2 separate regions of the Mus musculus genome follow, and region 1 is linked to region 2. Evidence: chromatin contacts called from public Hi-C data. All regions are on one chromosome and are shown on one strand. Each heading gives the region's core, a stretch centred on a gene start, on an enhancer-like site or on the middle of the called end of the contact. The rest is flanking DNA. Distances are from core to core; before and after follow the strand shown. Region 1 overlaps Ldah (lipid droplet associated hydrolase). Region 2 overlaps Gm33037 (a long non-coding RNA gene).

Evidence for each region. A called contact is a pair of places that touch in the nucleus more often than the background predicts.
Region 1: a contact with region 2 is called in a Hi-C map of uterus, with 6 times the contacts expected there. The contact joins two enhancer-like sites. A contact is called at or near these places in 12 of 15 datasets of contacts at CTCF or cohesin (CD8 T cells, the G1E-ER4 cell line, the NIH/3T3 cell line and 6 more), 131 of 484 Hi-C or Micro-C datasets (3T3-L1-derived adipocytes, the AML12 cell line, the BV-2 cell line and 66 more), 10 of 115 datasets of contacts at active chromatin or transcription factors (astrocytes, bone marrow-derived dendritic cells, embryonic stem cells and 6 more) and 1 of 9 other capture datasets (embryonic stem cells).

What each region holds. Positions count from the first base shown.
Region 1 is chr12:8,229,046-8,235,462 of GRCm38.p6, reverse strand. The region is part of intron 3 of Ldah (lipid droplet associated hydrolase); the gene reads right to left. Among named protein-coding and RNA genes, the nearest start is that of Gm33037, 24 kb to the right of the region's middle. Within about 2 kb of position 2,587, at least 14 of the 459 cell types and tissues checked have an H3K27ac peak or open chromatin away from gene starts, as enhancers often do. A contact at or near this core is called in uterus, where this site is marked.
Region 2 is chr12:8,053,416-8,059,480 of GRCm38.p6, reverse strand. The region is part of intron 2 of Gm33037 (a long non-coding RNA gene); the gene reads left to right. Among named protein-coding and RNA genes, the nearest start is that of Apob, 79 kb to the right of the region's middle. Within about 2 kb of position 3,275, at least 7 of the 459 cell types and tissues checked have an H3K27ac peak or open chromatin away from gene starts, as enhancers often do. A contact at or near this core is called in uterus, where this site is marked.

The sequences.
Region 1 (6,417 bases), core at 1,338-3,837, 180 kb before region 2:
GTTACATATCTGAAGTTGGGCATAAGTCTATACATACCTTCCTATATAAGTATAGTTAGCTACAGATTAAATATTAAGTGCATAAGTTTAACTATCGGTTTTCACACAAGCAGTATTTCTAAGTCTTTGGTGACCATAAGACTATAATTCACTGCTGTGCTCTGGGATGTGCACATCGGAGCCCTTCCGCTTTCACACAGTTATTTTCACTGGTGAATGTGACTTTCCCATCTTGCTCCACCATCACTCAATAAGGATATCCTGATAGTTTCAATCAAACAGCTTACAAGGAGAAATAAAAGGATGAAATCAGAACTTTGCATTTGAAATTCTTTGATCAAGACGGGTGTACAATTTATTCCTTGGATGCATCTTTAAAAACAATGTTTACCATACATGTATATTATAATAAAAAAAAATCTAAAAAGCCAATGAAAATTTTATTCTCAATTCATGAAGGTAGACCCAGAGTGGAATGTAAAAGACCTTTTTATGTATTATTTTATTTATAGTATTAAAAAGAGTCTAGCAATGCTAGCCATCATTTAGTAATAGAACTTTACTGTTAAATAAGTATGAATATTGACCTTAATGTTTGAAAAAAGGAGAACTTTGACATGAAGTCCCCAGGTATCTTGCTTCTATTTTACAGGAAAAACAAGTCACTTTGTTGTTACTCAAATGGGACATAGAAAGCCCAAAGGACTTTGTGGGTTCATGCTAAAGATCAGAGAAGCAGCTGGGTGAGAACTCTGGCCCTCAAGTGTTTATGCTTCCTTCACTCAGAGATCCAAATGACTTTCCTTTCACTATTATCTCTCAGTTTGCTGAGGTGAAAGGGCATGCTCACAGTTTGGGAGCTCCCAGCTCAGTGTTCTGCAAGCTCCTTGGATGGAAATGTTGGTGAGACTCTGCCAGCTCTCAGATGAGAGATGGGCATTTACAGTTATTTACAAATGCTACCTAACTTAAAAAAACAAATAAAAAAAAATCTATGAACTTCAAGGATATCTTTAAAATAATTTTAATTATTATTCTCCAAACAGAGTGTTTAATTAAAAGTCATCAAGTTATGTTTTCCTCTTGACAGGCACAAATGAACAACTAAGGATTTCAAGAGGATAAATATAGGAACAGGTAGAAATGCAGGAAGAACAAATGCTAGAACCAGTAAACAAAAACAAGAAGCACTAAGTGTCATACTGAGAAATGGTGAGGAGTTTGAAGGCTATTACTGCCTCCAGGGAGAAATGGGACAAAGTGGTTAGAAAAGGAAGTTGTCACAAACCAAGCAGGACATGGGACATTCCACCAGGACATGCATGTGGACAACACAGAAAGGAGCAGCATGCTTGGCTGTGGGGTCCAGGATGGGTGCTTGCCATGCCAACAGCCCCCAGTGCACTTAGAAAGATGCTGTCACCAGAATTGTCTAGACTTCAGGTCTCTGTTTGTCTCTGATTGGAGGATATTTCCATTGTGTGTATTCATTGAGCATCTCTCACCCAAACATCTGAAACCTGAGTGAGGCTCTTCAGCCCTCTTATCAGCCTCGGGGCGGTAACAATGTGCTTGGTTTCTAGATTCTTCTCCAGCTCTGCACTTGGAAACTTGCTTGAATTTCTAGTGGTCATGAGCACCGACCTGACTGTCCCCACCTTTGGGCGCATCTTTCCTCAAAGTTCTTCGGCTACGCACTTCCCTGGGAGGAGAGAACTTTACAAAGCAGGCTCCCTTTCTGTCTGTTAGGACTATTGGGTGTGGTTTTGTTTCTTTACAACTGCATGAGACAAATTCATCATTTATGAAAGACTATATAAAATTTTAAGGTAATGTTGCCATCTGCTAAAGCTAAACCAGTGTAATTCTGAGCTTGTGTTTTATATGTTTTGAACAAAAGACTTGAAGTAGTTGATAATAAATTTGCCACTGAGTAAGCTGTTCTAGTGAGTCAAAGCCAAAAAACATTTTAAAGTCCCAACTTGTTAACATTTTGTCTCAGTTTTTCCTGAATCATCCCTTTGTGGTATCAGAGAACATCTCCTCTGTCATTATATCCACTTTATGATTCTGTCGATGTGCTGCAACCAGAAGATTATTTCCAACTGTTCATAATCTTAACACGTGCTAGTATGAAGCCAAATGTCTGCCAACCTTTGATGTGCTGCCATAGCTCTCTTTCAGCCAACATGTAGTTTTCAGGCTATATCTTGCATGTCAGGGCACCTGTACTCAGGACCATCATCTGGGATGGGAAATGACGCAACTGTCCTGCTGTGCTCACCCATCTGCTAGGCCACACACTTGTAAGTGTGACCTTTACATTATCTCTGCTAGGTCTCGGAGCATGGTAAGGCCATGGCTACACTTGGCGTCATAGAATTTTTGGGATCCTCAGGGTACAGATGGAAAGAGTCACCTCCGAAGGTGGAGATGGGCATCTCTAGTTCTATTTAATTCTCCTGCAGCACTGCATACCATCGCCTAGATGAGGATCAGTAAGTCCATAGTGGTGATAAACTGCCCTTCTACCCAGCTACTTATCTGCTGGCCCTCTGGGCTAATGCCTCTAGATGGCACTGTTCTCATTAGGTAGCAAAGAGCTCAGTGTAATTGCTAAGTCATTAACTCATTAGTAAGTCCAGAAGCAGTCCCAACAATAAGCACTCAAGTAAGCAAGCTTCAGTTTAAAACACAAACTAAATACATTTCCTGGAAATGTGGACTTACTTAGTAGGGAAAAATCCACAGCCAAGGTATAGAAGATGCGGTCCTAGCACCAGCAGCATGAAGGCTTCTGGGAAGTTGTTAAAATACAGATTCTGATAGTGTCCCACATCTACTGAACCAGTGACTCTGAGAAGTGGCCATTTACATTCATAAACAACTTCAGTGCATGTCAGAGTTTGAGAACCCTGATTTTGCTTGATCCTTCCCATCTGTTTTCAGTTTCAAAGTTGCTACTCAGAGAGTGTTTATTTGCTTCTGATTTTCGTACAGCTTTGGATAGTTACTGTGCTGTTATTGCCATAACTAAGAATTCTCTCTATGCTATACATATGTCTTTTTCTCCATGATGAGGATGAATAAGATATGATGGCTGCTCATGACTCAGAAGTTTGAGCAAAGGGAATGGATAATTAGTTTTCACTAAGGAGCCACTAGTCTCTTATATTTAAAGAGTTTCTTGTACACAGCAGATAGTTGGATCTTATTTTTATCTACTCTGAGAGACTACCCTTTAAAGTATTCATATTCAAACTGATTACTAATACAATTAGATAAATGATCATATACAATTTTAAATCTTTAAATTTTTGATTTAATTTTTAATTATGTATATATATGAATGTCTATGTGTAGGTATGTGCATGTGAGGGCAGGTGCCTGGGGAGACCAGAAAACTGTCCTGGATTCCCTGGAGCTGGAGTTACAGGTGACTGTGAGCTGCCCAACTTGGGTCCTCTGCAAGAAAATTCCTCTTAACTACTGAGTCCTTTCATCTCTGCTAAGTGTGTTATATTTTGATGTTTTTTTTTCTTTCTCTCTTCTACTTTTTTGGGTCTTAATTGAGTATTTAACTATCCCATTTTCTTTTTATCATGTCATGGTCATTATATTTCTTTAATTAAAAAATTTATTATTATTATTATTAATTTTTTTAGTGGTTGCCTTAGAATTTGCAGTACATAATCTAAGCTGAATGTAAGTAACAATGTATCACTTTACCTTTAGTTACATAACAATGATATTAATTGTTTTTCTTCATCCTCATCAACTTACCCATACATTGCCATCACTTACTAATGGAGCAGTTATTTATAGCCACCATGTGGTTGCTGAGAATTGAACTCAGGACCTCTGGAAGATCAGTCAGTGCTCTTAACCACTGAGCCAACTCTTCAGCCCGAGCAGTTATTTAGAATAAGGAACTTTAAAAACTTACTAATTTCTTCCTTGCTTTTCTTTTTTTATATTTGTGTGTGTGTGTGAGTGCGCATGTGCACATGCACAGACACAGTCACAGACACACACACAGACATAGAGACACACAGACACACAGACACACAGACACACACACACACACACACACACACAAACACACGCATGCTCTGGTGTCTAAAGAGCAGCAGGTCTGAACCGATCAGCCATCCCTCTAACCTATGCTTCTCCTTTCTTGTTACAGATTTGAGTTTCTTCCTCCACTTCCCTTTTCTTGTAAGGTAGAACTAAAGCAAACAGTCTCCTCCATTTTTGTTTAGAAAGTCACTACTTCCCTTCCTTTCCTTTCCTTTCCTTTCCTTTCCTTTCCTTTCCTTTCCTTTCCTTTCCTTTCCTTTCCAAGTATAATTTTATTAGACTCGAAATTCTGGGTTGATGATATTTTTCTTTCGTAATTAAACATTTTACTTTATTCTCCTCTTTGTGTGTGACAAGAGGGTTCTTGGAAATTTCTTTATTGTTTTTCAAGGGTTCTATTGGTTTCCTGTAATTTCGATATGTGGCAAACAGGCGAAGATTCTGAGTATTTATCCTGCTCACTGTTCTTCAGGCTTCCTGCATCTGAGTTGTATTATGGGAGTTAAGTGCTTCCATTACTTTGGCTCCACCCTGTCCATCCTCTCCATTCTGTCCGTCCTCTCCTCTCCCTCCATTCTCTCCACCCCCTCCATCTTCTGGTATTATAATTATGCAGATGTTGGATCTTTGAAACTGCCCATAGTTCTTAGATATCTTCCTCCTCCTCCTCCTCCTCCTCTTCCTCTTCTTCTTGGTTTTTCGAGACAGGGTTTCTGTATAGCCCTGGCTGTCCTGGAACTCACTTCGTAGACCAGGCTGGCCTCGAACTCAGAAATCTGCCTGTCTCTGCCTCCCGAGTGCTGGGATTAAAGGTGTGTGCCACCACGCCCAGCTATCCTCATCTTCAAGAGCACATATTTTTTTTTTTCTTTTTTCCTATCTGCATTTCCGTTTGGGAAGTTTCTACTGATCTATTTTCAATTTCACAGATCCTTTCCTTAGCTATACTGGGCCTAATAGCAAGCCCATGAAAGCCATTTTTTCAGTGTTTTCTAGTATTTCCTTTTTATTCTTTCTTTAACAAATTATCCAACTGTCACTTGGATCACTATTCTTTTGTGGCATGTTATAGTTTATTCATTAGAGTCTCAATTTATTAATTGTCATAGTTATTTTAAACGTTCTATCTGATAAGCTTAAAGTTGGCAACAGGCACATCTGAATTTGGTTATGGTTCACAATTTGTTGTTCGGTCTTAGCGTTTTTCTCTTGCCTTTACAAAGCCTTGTAACTTTTCTGACTAAAGTTGGACATGATGTACCAGTACTGGGAACTGAAGTGAATGGATTCTTGGCATGCGGCTTTATGTTAAGGTGGCCAGGAACTGAGCTACATTTAATATTTATTAGAGGCTTTGATTTCATCCATGCCATTGTTTGTTCCCCAAAGACCTCTTTAATAGGTCCTGTAACTTGCAGTGCACACACCTTTATTATAGTCAAAGGCTATTAACATAGTGTAAAATATGGGGGCGGGGGAAGCATTCTACAACTGTATAGTTAATATAGTCTCAGGAGTCTGAGATTCTGTGCTGTGATCAGAGCCAATGCTTTTCAGATCCTTCTCTATGTGAGGCAAGAAGGCTAGCAGGCCCTTACCTCAGGTTAGACAAGGTCTGGCAGGGTCTCATCCCTTGGAGAGTAGGCTTTTGCTACTGATAATTCTTTGGGAATGATGCAAAGTGATCCCTCCTCCTGCTCCCTCCCCTAGAAGTCCTTGGAAGATATTCTCAGATAATCACTGTGTCAGTTTTACTGCCATGACAAAGTACTCACAGAGACTGGCTCCTGGTTTTAGAGATCTCAACCCACAGTTGTCTGGCCCTATTGTTTTGGGTATTGGGAAACAGACCATCTCAGCAACGAGTGGTAGAGCAAAGCTGCTGGGGACTAGGGCAGAAAAAGAGAAAGGAAGAGGACAAGGAAAAAACCATCCTCCAAGGTCATGACCCCAATGAACTTAAACTACTTACTCCACAAAAGGTTTACCACCTTTCAGGATTCCATTACATTATCAATCCCTCAATGGAGTGTTTCATTCATGAGGTCAGAGCCCTCCTGGCATACACCTATCGAAGGCACTAAAGTATGTTTGAAAATAGCTCACTGGAGACCACTCCCCAGTGGAAGAACATTTTGGGGACATTTAAAATCTAAACTGTAATTGAGAACTGGCTTATTCTTACAATCCCACCATTATGGAGGGAGAGGCAGAAGAACTGCAAGTTTAAAGACATCTTCAGCTATTTAGTGAGGTCCTGTCTTAAAACCTAAACAAGCAAAGCTGGAGAGATGGTTCAGAAGTTAAGAGCACTTGTTCTTGCAGAGGACCTGGGTT
Region 2 (6,065 bases), core at 2,026-4,525:
TACTCCCATGAAATCCTATGTACTCCCATGAAATCCTATGTACTCCCATGAAATCCTATATACTCCCATGAAATCCTATGTACTCCCATGAAATCCGGTGTTATGTCATAACCTTATCATTGGGGGCAATACAAGTAGATCCCAAGAGTTTGATGGTGAGCACGGCCTAGTGTGTACACACACACACACACACACACACACACACACACACACACACACACAGATGCTAACCCTTCTCAAGATATGGGCCCATGGAATGGGGCAGTGAATAGAGTGGAGATCTATTTTATAGTTAAAGGTTTGATGGGGCCTACCTGCTTCAGAGCACTTAGCTGTGTGTCACATTCTTGGAAGCCATCTTATACGTCTAAACAATGATTTTTTTTTTTAAGCTAACAGAGTGGGACCTGATGTTAGAAAATTGAGCGGATTGTCTCTTCAAGTTTCCTTTGCATAACTTTTCTGATGGTGCTGCACTTATTCGTACTTCCAGTTAAAGACCCACTTAAACTCCATTTGGTCTCCGACCTTGTGTAAGAGAAACTGTTTCACCGCAGCTTTTCTTCATGCAGCATCACTTCAAGGCAAATGTCTAGAAAATAAAAAAGAGACTGGATGATTCTCAGCACTGCCTCTGGTTCTATACAGGTCAATTGTCTGCAGACAACTCAGGGGCTTTCTCTTCATGACCCATGCATCTTCAAATGCCTGGAAACTGACAACTTGGATGTTTGCATTCAGTAGGTGTTTAATAATTGTATGCTAGAATTTAATCAATGAATGAATAGGCCGAGTATCAGATGTGGTACTTGAGCTGTAGTTACAGTACACGGCATGTAATGCCGATTGGGTGGACTCCGTTGTTGCATGGCAGGAGCCGTCAATCCAGAGTCAACTCAGGGTATTTCAACAATTGCTCTGAAAAATCTGCATATACATTAGGCACAAGTAGCATCCAACCGTGCTTCAAGACAATAAGAGACTACTAAGCCAGTTTATGGGTGTGAAGCAATGAGTTTTTAAACTTTAGACAAATCTCATCCTACTTATGACTTCAAGAATCTCCATGAAAGTTTGACTGGGGGCAGGGGGGGGCATAACTAGTTAACTGCAGCCAAGACATTAAAAGCAAATATCTGTTCCATAGATACACATCTGACTCCAGGGCTGAGTACAAAGCAGGGTTCTTAGCTTCACAATGATGAGATTCACTTTCTTTTAAAACTTCTCATGCTGGAACCATTTTGGACAGCAGATAGAAATAGTCCTGGAGCTTTAGAATCACTAATGAAGAGGAGGAGAAAACGCTAAGTGCATATTGAGTTCTTGTCCACACCCTCTCATAACCAATCGAGGAGAAAATGCCTCTCTTATTCTCTTGGGTGGAAATGGCCATTGTTTCTAATGAGAGAGAACAAAATGTGGCCTTAATGTCTCCCAACCCCAGAAAGTTTTCTTAGTGACATCAGTGCTCCCAGAGACACGGGCTAGAGTGCACTAGCCATGCACAGCATCAATTGCGATGCACTTTAAAGGTTCACATGACTAAATGATATGATTACAGGCTTGAAAGGAGCACTGGACTCCTACAGAATCATTTACAGCAACCCTTCCCAAAGCAGGTTGATCTTAAAAAAACAACCCAGGGCTAAATACTTGTTTTTAATGGCTTATAGCTTCATTTAAACCCAATCAAAACCTAAACAGCTCATACAACTGACCTGTGATCCCATAACGAATTCTGTGACTAGTTCTGCTTAGGAAGAACTGGAAGTAGGAACACTGCAAAACAAAAGACAAAGAAAGGAAGATATGTCAAAGAAAAAGGAAGCTAATATGTAGTTAAAATTATGGGCTAAATCCCCAAACAATGAAACTCAGAGGAAATATTACTTTTTCCATCCAATACTGGGCATTGAGATCAGGTAAGTACTCTTACCACTGAATTGCATCCAGCTCTGAGTATTGTGTTTGTGCCATTAAGCACTTTTAGGGGCAATTTTAGAGCTCATTTGGAACAAAAACAAATACTCAGAAACTACCAGCAACTTGGAACAAGGCTCAGGTACTGTGGGTGTGTATACTGAAGTCTTGGGATTGTGGCCACTCCTTGGTTGCAGGGGACCTTGTAAAGCTATGTCTCTGGGACTCCGCCAGTGAAGTTCACTCTCAGGAGGAAATGACGATTCTCAGTGCCTCCTTTCAGGTGGATGAATTTTCTTCTAAAATTGAGCCCAGGATCCTCCCAGGGAAGCAGAGGATTATAGAACCCTTCTTCCACCCTTACTATGATATAACTTCTCCCTAGCCCCATCATACCTAACAGGACATCATAACAGAGGGCAGGACAATAGGTGAGGTTTCCCTCTCCCACCTGGAGGTGTGACCAGATGAAACCCCCCCATTTTATATCTCTTGAACAAGGACAAGGGACTGGGTGCCTCCTTTGGTCATATTCCCAAGGCTTTAGGGACAGAACAATAGCCAGAGAGGGCACATTAGAGGACAGCTAGGTTGCCTAAGATCTTTTCCAAGGATATTCCTTATAACTATCCTGAAGTAGAGGATATATTCTGATGCTGGACTTGTTCCAGACTTTTGGGGGACATGCATCAAGGTGGGGTGTGAGACACTGGCATATCGGTCAAGGAAGATTTACCTTACTGACTGCTCTCCTGGAGCAGGTACACACACTGTACCTGGGGCTGGAGCTGGGGATGCCATTTGGTGGTCTGGGAGTTGCTGATTGCTTTCTTTGTCACAAAGCCTTTGATTTCTACTGGCTCATGTGTACACATGTGGGTATTCCTGGTGGCCTGACCATTGAGCATAATTAAAAGAAATGATTGGCTTTCTCTTGATGCAAACATCTGGTTTTACTTGAAACAAGATGACTTAGCTGTTTGAGAAACATTCTTGTAACCCTGGATTCACATTTTCTTCTTAAAATATATATTTTCTCTGTTCGGGCAGCATGGTAATGTAAACAGTCCATGTAACTGACAACCGACACTTTCAGAAGTATGTGGGGCTCTGAGCACCGGACGAACCGCAGGATGATTGCCTTTTTGATTTGATCACTGGAAATCTGTTTCAACAGTCACTCTGATTTAAACAATTACTCTGATTTATACTCCAAACGCTGTAATTTGCAGAAAATGTAACCATGTGAGGACATTTTGTAGAGTATGTCTTGGCAACTCCTCTGTTTTGTTGTGATGTCATTCCCCTTGGCTTCAAGGAATTGCAGAGGGAGCAGAGGAAGGGAGACAGGGCTGTTCTTTTGATGTGTTTTCTTGACCGCCATGGAAAATGCTCCCAAGTCTTCTTGGCCTATCCTATCTTACTCCCTGCCCCCAGGGCTGCCTCTGCAGGATAACAGATGGCTTTCAGGAAGGAGGCAATGTCCAACTCTCCTGTAGGTCAAGTAATTCAGCCGGAAGGATGTGCTAAGTGATTCTTATGGTCCTATCTCCTGTTCATTCAATTTAGGCAGGACAGGTGGGATGTCTACTCTTACATGACCTACACCCAAAGCCACGGTCATGAGTATCAATCTTTTCATTACCCAGGAAGGAGGAAGGCTTATTTAGCTCAAAGAACACAGCCAGGGCTCTAGAACAAGCTAGTATCAGAGCAAGGAAAAGAGCATTCTACAGAAGTTTATTGATGTAGACAGCTGCACATTTTATTCAGTTTTTTTATGTAGAGAATGTTTTGTATGTAGAGAATTCATCCCAATAAAATGAAAAACAAATCAGTTGCAGGTCTCAATGTGGTGAAATATCTGACAAAATCAACTTAAGGAAGGAAGGGTTTATGCTGGTTCATAGTTCTAGGGAATTACATCACAACAGGGAGTGTGAGGCATCATGGTGGTCTTGGGTCCACAATCAAGGAATAGAGAATGGTGAATGAATACTTGAGCATATGTTGCTATCTCCTCTGTATTTAGCCCATGAACCCAGCTCATGGGGATGGTATTATTCATATTTAGGGAGCATCTTCTGTCCCAGGTAACCTAACAGAGAAATCCTCACATGTATGTCCAGGGATTTGCTTCCACTGTGATTCTAAATCCCATCAAGGTGACAGTCAAGTTCAACTATCAAGGGCAACAAGGACTTAAATAAGAGAACAATAGGTGGCTCATGTTTTCTAGAGTTCAGCTTGTGGGGGTTAATGTTCAATATTAGCTCTGTTTTCATCTGCCACCCCTCCCCCTCCCCACTTTGCCTAACCGTCTTTGTGCTGCTGGGGAGAAAGCCATGAAGGGCTTGAATGTGAACTCATCCTACAGACTTGTATGCTTGAGAATCTGGTACCCAGGTAGTGGTGCTGTTTGGGAAGGCTGTGGAACCTTTAAGAGGTGGAGACTCACTGGAAGGTGCTGGAAGTGGATGAAATGTAAGTGGAACATGCTGGGAATGGGGGAAGTCTGGAAACGTGTGCAAATTTTCTAAGCTATTTTCAGCTTTCCTCTGGGGGGAAAAATGATGTAGCACATCTGGGATCTAGACATTCCCACAGGCCACCCAAGGAAGCCATCATAGCAAGTGACTCAGTGACCTTGGAACAGATGTTTGGGTGGACCTATTAGGTCATCAATATCTGGGGATGTGGTCGATCCTGAGTCAGTCAGGGAGGCTGTCTTAGTTTCTTTTCCAGTTGCTGTAATAAAATGTCCTGACTAAAATAATGAGAGAGAGAGAGAGAGAGAGAGAGAGAGAGAGAGAGAGAGAGAGAGAGATTATCCTGAATTGCAGTTCAAGAGGGTTATAGTCCATAATAGTGAGGAAGAAGTGGCAACAGGCACAGAAGGCAGGCATGTATGTCAGCTAACACAGGGAGTACAATGTTCATATGGCATCCATACCAAGGAAGCAGAGTGAGCAGAAAGTGAGGCCCAGGTATAAGGCCACAAGGCCGATCACCAGCAACTCACTTTTCCCTGTGAGGCTCCACCCCTTAAAGGTTCCACAGCCTTCCCAAACAGTACCACTACCTGGGCACCACGTTCTCAAGCATATGAGTCTATAGAGTCAGGTCACATTCAAGCCCTTCATGGCTTTCTCCCCAGTAGCACAAGGACAGTTAGATGGCCTGGGAGGGTGGCAGATAAAAGTAAAGCTAATATTGAACATTAACTCTCACAAGCTGAACCCTACAAAACATAGGCCACCTACTTTTTTTTAATGACCTTGTTAACCTTGACTGCCAAAGACCACAAGAATCTTCCCTCAGTATCTCAGTGGGTAACAAAATAAAACGCCTTTCTTCCTGGCATTTTCCTTCGAGTTGCTCAACATTAGGGAATCTTCAGGTGTCACCCCTGAATTTCTTCCATATCATCTCTGCTGTCTATAACCCCTTAGAACAGGAGGAGTTGGATTCCTGGAGTTTTTCCTTCTTCCATTTCCCTCTGAGTTGGGCAGTAGCTATCATAGACTATATTGTAGAAGAAATGATGTGATCTGAATTTCTTTAAATGTTTTCTCCAAAGTTACACTTGTATCCTGACAGGACATCTATTTAGAACTCTATCTAAATACCTTATTGCCCTCTCAATGTGGAAACCTAACCATAGTACCAAGCCAATATTTTTTTTTTTTGTCTCTTTTTACCACTACTTCTATCCATAGTTTGCTTTTCAATCTTGAGGAATGTGGTTAGCATCAACTAAATTGTTCAAATGAAACATGTAGCATCTTTGAGTCCCCCTTTCTCTCATGCTTCACATTCAGTTCATCAGCAGATCACATTGGTTCTAGCTTCAAAGTGTGTCATGTAACTTAGACATTTTTCATAATATTCATGCTTGCTTTATTTTAAGCTACTCTTTCACTTGGACCATAGTGGCAGTCTCTGAACTGGGGTTCCTGTCTCTCCGTTTGTCCCTAGAGAGCTGACATTCTTATCCGGTGGTTCTGTCCTCCTTCAGGGGACATTTGACCATATCTGGAAATGTTTTTGGTTGTAACCCCTATAAGCATGAAGGAGAGAGTCAACGGGTGTCTAGTGGATAAAACTATGACTGACATTGAAGACTCTTCTGCCCATAATAT